2 separate regions of the Mus musculus genome follow, and region 1 is linked to region 2. The links are chromatin contacts, called in public Hi-C maps. All regions are on one chromosome and are shown on one strand. Each heading gives the region's core, a stretch centred on a gene start, on an enhancer-like site or on the middle of the called end of the contact. The rest is flanking DNA. Distances are from core to core; before and after follow the strand shown.

The links. Hi-C and Micro-C count contacts between places; a contact is called where the count stands out from the background.
Region 1: a contact with region 2 is called in a Hi-C map of uterus, with 3 times the contacts expected there. The contact joins two enhancer-like sites. A contact is called at or near these places in 3 of 39 promoter capture datasets (embryonic stem cells, liver and pre-B cells), 8 of 484 Hi-C or Micro-C datasets (bone marrow-derived macrophages, cardiomyocytes, nephron progenitors and 1 more), 4 of 115 datasets of contacts at active chromatin or transcription factors (T-cell acute lymphoblastic leukemia, bone marrow-derived macrophages, differentiating embryonic stem cells and 1 more) and 3 of 9 other capture datasets (bone marrow-derived macrophages, embryonic tail and embryonic trunk).

What each region holds. Positions count from the first base shown.
Region 1 is chr8:26,904,476-26,909,529 of GRCm38.p6, reverse strand. No RefSeq gene overlaps it. Among named protein-coding and RNA genes, the nearest start is that of Gm45572, 59 kb to the left of the region's middle. Within about 2 kb of position 1,534, at least 27 of the 459 cell types and tissues checked have an H3K27ac peak or open chromatin away from gene starts, as enhancers often do. A contact at or near this core is called in bone marrow-derived macrophages and uterus, where this site is marked.
Region 2 is chr8:26,688,262-26,693,916 of GRCm38.p6, reverse strand. The region is part of intron 2 of Gm32098 (a long non-coding RNA gene); the gene reads left to right. Among named protein-coding and RNA genes, the nearest start is that of Gm32098, 7.5 kb to the left of the region's middle. Within about 2 kb of position 3,781, at least 43 of the 459 cell types and tissues checked have an H3K27ac peak or open chromatin away from gene starts, as enhancers often do. A contact at or near this core is called in bone marrow-derived macrophages and uterus, where this site is marked.

The sequences.
Region 1 (5,054 bases), core at 285-2,784, 220 kb before region 2:
AAATGATGTCATTGTAGCTGAAGGGGAAGCAGAAACATTCAGATGAGCTATCGTATTTCAGAAGGTCCTGTCTAGCCAGATGTGCTGGCTTCTTTATTAGCACCATGACAGTGGTTATACTTCAGCCGTTCTATTTGTGGTCAGTCCTCACGAGCCTCTGAAAAGGGGATCGCTGTTGCTCCTAAGTGTAAAAGGATGGGATGGAGAGAAGGAATCTGATGGGTCTGTGATCCCACGGGCAAAAACAGACTTGGGGATGAAGCAGATTTGTTTGTTTTGAGTGGTATGTATGAAGTAGGCTATTGAACCCAGGGTCTCCGGCATGCTAAACGTATGCTGTGCCACCAACCAACACAATCAACACTACAGTCATGAAGCCCAATTTTGTAGATTCTAGTCTTTACTTCATCCTTACTGTACTGTGTTGGCAACTGAAAAAAAAAAAAGCCAAATTCCTGGGCACACATTTCTCCAACAGTAAAAACTACGTGTGCATACTTAGCCCAGGGCTGAATATACATAACCTTATTGAATTCTCGGAACAACTCCACGGGGGAAAGGACAAATTATTGGCCACCCAGGCAGGATTTTAACATCTGAGGGCCACGCCTGGGACCCCTGGGTCACATGTTCTCACTTCAGCTAACACAGTGTATGCTAACACATCCTCCAGACTGAATGTTGCCACGAAAGTGTGAAATGTATTCACAGGGTGAAAGACGATTACAAGCTGAGAACCAAGGCCGAGCAAGGGATGACTTGTCTATACTTTTTGGGAGTAGAAGAATATTTCGTGTGTGATTGTTTTCTACATTGTTAAGAGGCCCAACGCGCCTGGTGCCTGTATTTTAGAGGCCACTAGAATCTCCCAGGTGGCAGAACAGCACAAACACTTCTTTCTGAATTGGCCCAGTATAGGAGTGTTACTTGTCTGGTTGCAAACCATCAAACAAAAGGACCCCGTCCTTGAGTATATTATATGTTTATTAGATGCCAGGTGTGATTGTGTGCAGCTGGCCTGGTTAGGCTAGGCCAACCCTTTGTACAGGGCCTCAGGTTTGAAAGTGTGCCCTGGAGAGGCAAGAGTCTATTGCTGTTCCTTCCTTTGAGCCAGATCTTCAGCAGTCCCTCAGAGCTCCCGGTGCAGCCTCTGTCTACAGACAGTCAATAAATGTCAATGTGTACAGCTTGACGGATGTCTGCTGTTTGGTGCAGGGCTCAGACATCGCTTTTCCAGGCCTGGATCATATCTTTCTTCTGGATCACGGAGGCAGCAACAGGCAGGTGAATCATCCCCTCAGACGAGGGAACAACTTGTACAGGGCAGCGCCTGATGTCTGTGGATCTATCCCTTCCCAAACCAGCCTGGCTCAGCTCTCTTCGCCATGACAGCAGGCAGACACATTGATTTAGTTGCATCCTTTCTGTTAAGCCCACACATACCCAGGGCTGTTGTGTGAGCTCGTGTGACCTTCAGAAAGAGCAGAGCCTCTGGGTGCAATCTATAGAGCTTTGGAAAACTCCAAGAGGAAAGGATAACAAGTGGCTACTTGGAGTTTGGCTTTGGGCCTATAAGTGCCTGCAGCCAGCGGGCCATGTTTACCAAGTTGGGCCTACTTCTGGACAGCCAGGCAGAAGCAGGATTTAAACCTTTGCTTGTTTCCATTTGCTCAAAGAAGATAATTTGTTATGGAGCAGTCAGAGCACAGGGAGGAAGTGCTCATTCCTGAGACAAGAAGATCTTTATAGCAGTTAGACTTCCTCTCCTGTGTAGACAGAAGAGGCCTACTTCCTTCTTGCTGCTTGGTTGGGGCTCACTATAATAAGACAGCTTGCTGTCACAAAGCAAACGTGTCCTTAAATCAGTGCATGCCACATGCAATCTATACACGGTGCGGTGCCAACCTCTTAAGTTTGATGGACCCGCCTCTCTAGGAGGGGTGGTGAAGGGAAATAAGGGTGCCTCTTACTGAGTCCCACATGGCTCTACTTCCTCTGCTGAGAAGAACTGGGCAGAGGATTTTCTGGGGGAGGCTCAGGAACTATAAACTATCATTTGAGGCTCTTTCCAGAGGTTCTCTTGCTGGCAGGCATGCAGCAGAGGCATCAAGATGCTTAGAGGAGAAGATGGAACCTTTGTGAGTTTCCCGGGCTCTTTGCCCCCACTCCATGACTTACCTTTCAGTTGCTGTGCTGCATGGCTCCCCAGGAGCTAGAGCAGGAATGCGGCTGCTTTGTCAGCTGAAGCCTCGGTACCCAGAAGGCAGCGTAGGCAACGGGGAGAGAAGGGGTAGAAGATGCCAAGGCTGCTATCTTTACGTTTGTTCTGCATGCTCTCCATCCACTTTGCAGCTTTGTCTTTTGATCCAGACACAGGCCACAGCCACACCAGACAAATCACTGGAAGTGGTAAAAACTTTATAAACTTGAAGAGAGTGCCCTGCAAATACAGTATACTTCTATAAACGCCAGGGACACTCAGTGGGGGGACCAGCTCAGCTCTAGAGGTCTCATATTCTTTATTTGGGTTTTTTTTCAGAGCTCTACTTGTCTTGACACTAAGGCTTCTGGATAAGAAGTGACTATGATCTTCAGGTATCCTTCTAGAGCTATACTTTGGTATACAGTGTGGTCTAGAAAAAGATTGGAATTTGGACTCAACCAACCTGGGACTAATTATGGGAGGTCACCATTTAGGAACTTTACAAATTGCCTGAGTTCTGATTTCCTTGCCCCTCAAAGAGAGTTTATAATTACATCTTACCTGAAACGGTTTCGGGAAGATCAATTGAGAATTGAGAACAGACCTGGCACCGTGTAAAGTGCTTTCGCAGTACAGTCTTTATTGGTCTCCTGCCTTAGAAGTAGAACTTTAAAGTCCCTTTCAATTTCACAGTCCTGTGATGTTAGGCTTTCTACAACACAGTCACCCACAGTCTCCAGAGTTGCGCACGGCCCAGTGGGATGGCTTTGTCCTCTGGATGGGATATGGTTTTGCAACATCTTAATTTTTTGTCCAGAGTTGAGCTCCATAAATCATCACAGCAACAATGGGCCAGGAGTTCCTGCGCATCTTCCTGCCAAGGCTGTATTGTTAGACATGAGGTCAGCATCACAGAGGCTGTCTGGAAGGCTGGTAGAAGGGGGGGCTGCCATGATGAGTTAGTGCCTTCTGGATGAGGTGTTTCTCTGAGAGTGACTTATACAGGCAAGGCCAAAGAACCAAGTGTTGAGTTTGGCTAATGCCCGCTAGAGAGCTGTCAAGACATTAAGGTTAGTTCATGGCTTAAAAATGTCTTGAATATCAATCTTGTCTTTTTTTTTTAACTGTGAGGAGGAGGCGTATTTGGTCAGTCTTGCCAAGAATAGGGGTTATGGCTGAGGTTTTGATATCAAATGGAAACAGCAGAATATAGTAGACTGTTTTTGGAATCCTAAAACCTGGGTTGAGGCGTGGCTGACTATTAACTAACTCCGTGTCCCTGTGCAGCTACAGGGGAGTAGTTACACCTCCTCTGACACATAAGAGTTAACACATACATGGGAAAAACGTCAAGTACTAGAGATAATGATATGTATCACATGGCATATAATTATCCCTGTTAAAAATGATCCCAAGGCAGAGACAGGCAGATTTCTGAGTTCGAGGCCAGCCTGGTCTACAAAGTGAATTCCAGGACAGCCAGGACTATACCGAGAAACTCTGTCTCGAAAAAACCAAACCAAACCAAACCAAACCAAACCAAACCAAACCAAAAACCCCAAAAAAACCAAAAAAAAAAAAGATTCCAAATTTATATAAATATACATCTAGGAAATCGTTCAAATCATAAACATACATTCCTAGAACCATCACAAAGTGGTGACCCTTATACAACCACAACGCAGATGAAGAGTTGTAACATTACCAAACCCTTAGAAGTCCTTCTACCTCTCCATGGCACTTCCAAGCCTCCCAATAAAATAACCACACCCTGCACTCTAACACCAGAGGTGAGCTTTGCCTTGTTTTGTGCTTTGTATGAACACTCTGTGTCGTGAGCACAAAATCCCTTTGTGTCTGGTCTGCATTGTTGGTGAGATTCACCCATGTTGTACAGGTCTTTAGTTCATGTGTAGATCAAGGCCAGAGTAAACTACATCTGCATTCTGCCCTATGGTATGACTATACCTCAGTGTATCCTTTGCTGTCTATGGGGCATACAGAGGTTTTTAGTTTCTGTTGTATCCACATTACATTACATACATTACTGGTCAGCATATCTAAGAATAGAATTGTAAGTCTCTCTCACACACACACACACACAGACACACACAGAGACATACACACACACACACACACACACACACACACACACACATTTCCTTCACTCTTTGTTCTTTTAAAAATTGAAGTTTTACTTTTTTGTGTGTGTGTTTCCTTTGCACCCTGGCTTGTTGCTCTCACCTCTCTGGTGTGGTCCCCCTTCCATATCATAGATAGTGCCTTTAAAGGGACTCATGGCACCTTGCCTTCTTCTGTCACAATGGATTAGACCATGTGTGGACATGAGAATCACAAGCAGCTGTGGGGTGGCCAGAGATCAATCAGAGCTTCTGTAATGGGCGTGGTGGTACATGGCTGTCATGGCAGCAGCTGACAGGCTGGGTGAAGAAGGAGTTCAAGACCAGACAGAACTACATAGCAAACTAACTAGCTAGCTAAATGGCTGACTGACTAACTAACTAACTAACTAGTGGGGATTGGAACAGAATGTTCACCTAAGGCAATAGGATGCCAATTGGAGACTTTTAACTGGGACCAGAAGGAAGGGGCTGGCTAGTTTGAAGCATTTTTTTTCTGATAATATAAATGAGCAGGGAGCTCTACTGGGGATGTGTGTTTCCCAGGGAAGGGGGACCACGCCAGAGAGGTAAGAGCAGCAAGCAAGCCAGGGTGCAAAGGAAACACAAGCCACGTGCGAATAGTTCCTGCTTTCTGCCCGTCTCAGGGCCAACCCAGGGTCCTTAGACCCCTGAGACTGGCCTGTTCATCCTCACAATAATACCACTTT
Region 2 (5,655 bases), core at 2,532-5,031:
TCAGGTCCAAAACAATGGGGTAGCCATGGACTGCAAGCATGTGTCAAACACTGTTCCTTCTTTGGGTGGCTCATGTTTGTCCCAGAGATGAGAGGTGACCAACAGAGATGACTTTCAGACCACTACCCATATCTTTTAAAGATTGTCTTTAACTTAATGTTGGGATAATCATATAGAATTCCTTTCTAGGCTCTTCTGTGTTTCCTGTGATGAGGTTGCTCTGAGCATCTTAGCCTCTCATGCCTTCTCCCTACCATTGGTTCTGAGTGGTATGAAGGTTGTCCATAACGGTGGAAGCTTATGACAGGGAACATCGAGTGTTAGCTGGTGTGTTGTTTCTTTGCCTTCAAACCTGGGTTAGAACAACTCCAGAAGCTACTCTCAGTCACAAGTTCTATGGATTCCTGGAATCCTTTACTCTTTGTTAGATACCAAAGAGCTGTGCTCCTATCAAGAGGCACAAGAATCCTGGGGGCCTGGGTAACATGCTCCTTTTGTCTTTCTTTAAGTCCTTCCCCTACCCCTAAAGGGGACTTGTGACTGAAGCCTCACTGTCCCATTGCCCAGGCCAAAGGCTATATTTCTTGAGTCATAGTACTTCAGGTGAGCACTGGCTTAAGCAGCACAATGTGACTGCATCCTGACTCAGTGTTCTCAGATATACAACGGGAGGTAGGGGGAACTAGTCAACTGGACGTTCAGGATCGTTCTAAGGCTGTCCTGTCTAAAACATAAGGTTTCTAGTACACAGTAGACAATCCTACAGAAGGCAATCACTATTGCCAGTCTTCGGAAAAGTCTTTTGACCTATGTCATCCATCTTGAGACTTAGAGACAGGGACGAGGCTGGGAAAGAGCACCAAGTTCTCAGAAGGAGCAGATTTTTTTTATTCACGTAATAATGCCACTTCATTAGGAAGAATGACATATTAATCAAGTCTGCAAATAAGTAGAGGTCACTTACCACCATGCAGAAAATGTGGATTTGTATCTAGCCAAGAGCTTTTTCCAGAAGAAATGCAGGCAGTCAGTGGCACCTTCCTTCTACCTCAGCTCAACACTTTATTATTACATGAGTCGGTGGAACAACACTCATTTTCCAATCACATCCTTCCAGGCCCAAGACCTCAACTCGAGTCAGCTTCCATATACCTTATGTGGATTATCCATTTGATGAAGCATCTGCCAAGAAAGTTTTAATCTCCACCAAGTGTTCTAGCATCCCCCCTCGCTTCTCCTCCTCCTAGCCCTCAGCTGATGTGTGCTTAGGAAATGCAAACTAATTTTAAAATTCGCTGGAGCAAAACATGATTAGAATGGTTAAGTCTGCTGCCAAAAATAAAATCAGCTAATGCATTCCATATATTTAGATTTCCGAAATTAAGTTGAAATCATGCTTAGTTCATCCAAAGTTTGGGTTGAGACATATCACCCCAGATCGCTGCTAGAGGACCCTAATTTTTTTTCCTTTCTGGCAGTCATAAATTTGATCGTCTTGTAAATGGAACCACAGTTCTCGTGTCCCAGGGCAGTGTTTTTGCTCTGTCATCCTGCTGAACATGGGGTCATATACCCTGTTCACTTCAGAGAGGAAAACTCTATAGTACAGAGGAGAAGCAAGAGGCAGAGGACACTTCTGGCTCTATCTAAACTACAGCTTTCCTGCTTTTTTATCTCCTTCTTCTCAGCAGCACTAGATGCAGGAATCCATCTGAGGGATGCATCCCCTGCCTCAGGTGTTAGCACTGACAATGCTAGGCTCATTGCTGCCCTTCACAAACTCACAGGTTTTTGTTTGAGCAGGGGAGACAAGGTTAGTATCATAATACAACATACATTACAGAATACAATTAGTTGTTAAATGCTGTTTTATAGATTATTTAAGAGAAACCCAAGGGAGAGATAATTAGCAAAGGCTGGAGCAATTTCCAGGAGGCACCCAAGACAGGCAGTGTTGATCCTGGGAAAGAGAGAGAGAACATTTGGGGTAAAGGGACATTGAGAATATAGGCCCATCCAAGGCATGGTTGTGTGATGCAAAAGAAATCAGTTTGGGTGGAAGAGAAGAATGGTGCTAAGGACTTGTAGGAAACAGAGGTGCTCCAAGACTAAGCTACAAGAAACAGAAAATAGAGAGGTTGCTTGAAGAACAAAATGTGTGGCCGGTGCAGTAGCTCAGTGTGAAGAGTGACTATTGCTCTTGCAGAGGTCTGCGTCTGGTTCCTGGCACCCACCAGGGATGGCTCCCAATTGCCTGTACCTCTAGCGCTGGTTGATCCGACGACCTCTTCTGGCTTCCACAGGCATCTGCATTCATGTGCACACAGCCCACGTAGGCACATCATTTAAAAAAATCGTAAAAACCAAAGCAATGAAGGGTGGTTTATTTGAAAGACCCAAGGTGGGTCCTAAGAACAGGAGTGTATGGAAGACTGCATCGGGGCCCAGGAAGTCCTTATTGCATCTTTTGTCTTCAGTCTTTCACATCTGCCTCTGCCATAGCATCCCCGTTTTGTGTTCTTACAGCATTTTGTAGCCATCTCATGTCTTGAATTCGCTCATTCTCTTTCCTGCCCATTAGCTGCTTTTCTCCCTCTGTTTCGTATTACCAGTAGAAAAAAAATCCTGATGAGCACATGTCCGGTCCCATCAATTACCAACTAAGGCCACAAAGTACAGCCCAGACTACAAACACAGGTGTCATGCCCTTCTTGGGTGAGAGGGCAGATGGCACCCTAGAGGGGTGAGATGGGAAGCAGTGGGTGAGTAGGTAAGAATATGTAGGTCAGGGCTGCTCTTTGGTCCTTCTAGTATCGGATGAAGATACTTCAATTGTCTGGAATACGGTTACCTCATTTGCAGCAAATTCTGAACAATCTAGGTTTTTCCATCAGAAAGACTGGATTGTGGTCACTCATTGTGCTTTGACTATTTTCCCATCACATTTCTAGTTATGCTCATAGAATCAGCAATGCTTCTGGTCTCTGTGATTGAAGAACCTTCCTGTTGTAGGGATTTCTCCTTGGGTTGACTCCCTATCTGGTACCCTGAGTGCCAGGAGGTGGGAAAGTGAGACAGGCTCTGTAGTAGGCCAATGGGTATCCACAGTCTAGAGCAGGAGAGATTTTTCAATTCATCTTTTGCATGCATGGTATCTGTCAAGTATGTGATATTTAATGAAAGCCTTTTGAGCAGAATAAATAAAGTCAGTTTACAGATGTAAGCAATTCACAGCCAAGGAGCAGCTCAAAGAGACTTTAGCTTTATTATAAATAAGAGAAATAATCATAACAATATGTTTCTCCTTGCTCAGACATTCCTATGACACCGTTTCTTCTGTTCCTGCCAGCGGTGTCTCCGGGGACTTTGATGACCTCACCTCTTGTTTAGTTTTGTGGTGCACCTCAAACAATAGCTTGCAACCTTATTTATGTCCCCTGCTTACAAGGCAGGCTTGGGTCAGTCAACCCAGGTGCTGCTGATCTTTGGTAAAGGCAAGAAGCTGGCTCCAGTCACCAGAGAGAAAACCCGGACTTCTTCCACAGTGGTGTGGTAAGGGTAGAAGGGAGATGGTCACCTTCTTCCTGCTAGCCCCAGGCTCAGCCCACTAGGCAGGGCTGGAGGCTAATGCCAATCTGGAAGGTGGCCCACCCCTGCGAACTAGAAGGCAACAAATGAGACGAAATGAAAAATATAATGATGCATATTATATTAATCATCCTCCCTTTTTCTGACACAATAAATCTTCTCTTTAAACTCGTGGTAGCGATTGCAACATCTTCCTCTCTCCTCGAAACAGCACAGATTAAGATGAAGTGATAGTGCTGTGTCAAAAGAGAGCTTTACTGCCACACTTGGGATACAAAGAGAGAGGTTAATTTATCATCGCTGGGGAGAGCTGACAGGAGAGAGATATACAACCGAAAGGGGATTTAGCACAGGGCCAAGAAACTTCACACTATTTTTACCATCTGTCACATGCTCTAATAAAGCAGGGCAAAATATGAAGAAAGGAAAAATGAACTATCAAACACTGATGTAATGCAGCCCATAAATCTAATTTAATTACTTTGCATGGAGACAGGTCCTCGAGTCTGTGTGAATATACTGGATTTTCTTGGCAACTTAACAACTAAGTGTTTTAATAACATCACACTATAATTTATTCTGCTTGAAACACAAAACCCCTTTTGTGAGAGTTTCATTTTTGAGAACTGTTAATTTTTTCGGCTAATGTCAAAACTGGCATAAATTCACATGTGAACTTGAAGCCTGACTGTGAAAAAGGCTTAGGTTACCGCATGCCTTTTTATTGTTCCACACGTCCCCTGCTTCTGCATGCATTAGAAATAATTGGTCTTTGTTGATGACTTAGGTGAGGAGAGTCGTCTTGCAATTAGATTTTAATATAATGACAAAGGGTGTGTGAGGGGGGAATCTTTGTAAAATAAAAGGAGCTAAGAAAACCCAGTGAGTAGAGGCCCTGTTCTCCAGTGAAAAAGAAAAAAAAATTCAGTGCATGATACTCTTAGAAGCAGAAGTAGGCTGTGCCCAGAATCATGAGAATCCCACACAGGACAATGTAAGATCTCAGGGCTGACCAAGACACTGGGGCTGCAGGTCTGCCCTAGAGGGAGCCAGTGGGAGCAGAAAATAAATAAAAAAATACAATTAATATTCATCATGTGTCCTCCCGAATTTGGATGCAGTTACAGAAATTATTGTTAATAATGAAAGCCATATATCAAAGGCTATAAAACTCATCTGGGCTAGGACACTATTTTTTTAGGCTCTGTTCTGAACCATTAAAGATGACATATTGCATTTGTGCGCCTCTGTGTATAATAAGATACATTTAGGTCTGATTCTAACCTAAACTGGCAATTTTGGTATTGAACTTGAGTCCTTAAATGGGGGCTGTGACATTCCAGTCCAGAGGAGGTCAGCAGAACCCATCCATTCTCCCATGACCTCACTCAAACAGGGCAGGATGGATGGGTAATTAATTTGTTAGATCATCAGTGATTCATGTTGGAAAAATACAACACAGAGGCTCTTGACAAATTCAATTGAAATACAGTGGGGGAAAAGGATACGCATCCCCCCCCCCCCCGTAAAACCTCAAACCTTAAGCGTAGAGCAAGACAGACTGTGCAGTTCATTTATCTATTCCTTCAGGATACTTACTTTATAGAAAGCCCTGTAGGGTATATACGGGGAGCACACGCAGTCTGGTAACAGAGATACAGGGATTTGGACACTCCCAGAGCTTAGAAGCCATCTGTGGAGTTTGTGGAGGAACAGGGCTGGAGGTGTTTGGTCGTGATACCTGATCTGGATAAAAACAAGTGCCTGAATTGGAAGATTCTAACAAGTCTAAGTCCCATCAGGAACTTGACCACAATGTCTATACTGTTGACTCTTTGCTCACTGCCACCAGCGATGTGGTGTATGCTAAAAGTCCCAAGCTGTTCAAAGACCCAGAAGCCTGGAAGCTGAGAGGTTACGGGGTTTTGTTTTGTTTTGTTTTGTTTTGTTTTGTTTTGTTTTGTTTTGTTTAGAGAAGTAGTTTCAAATATATTTCTCCTGGTGCTTGTTTCTGAAAGTTCAGACTCCCCAGATCAGACCTGGAAAACACTCAATTCCTGTGGTTTC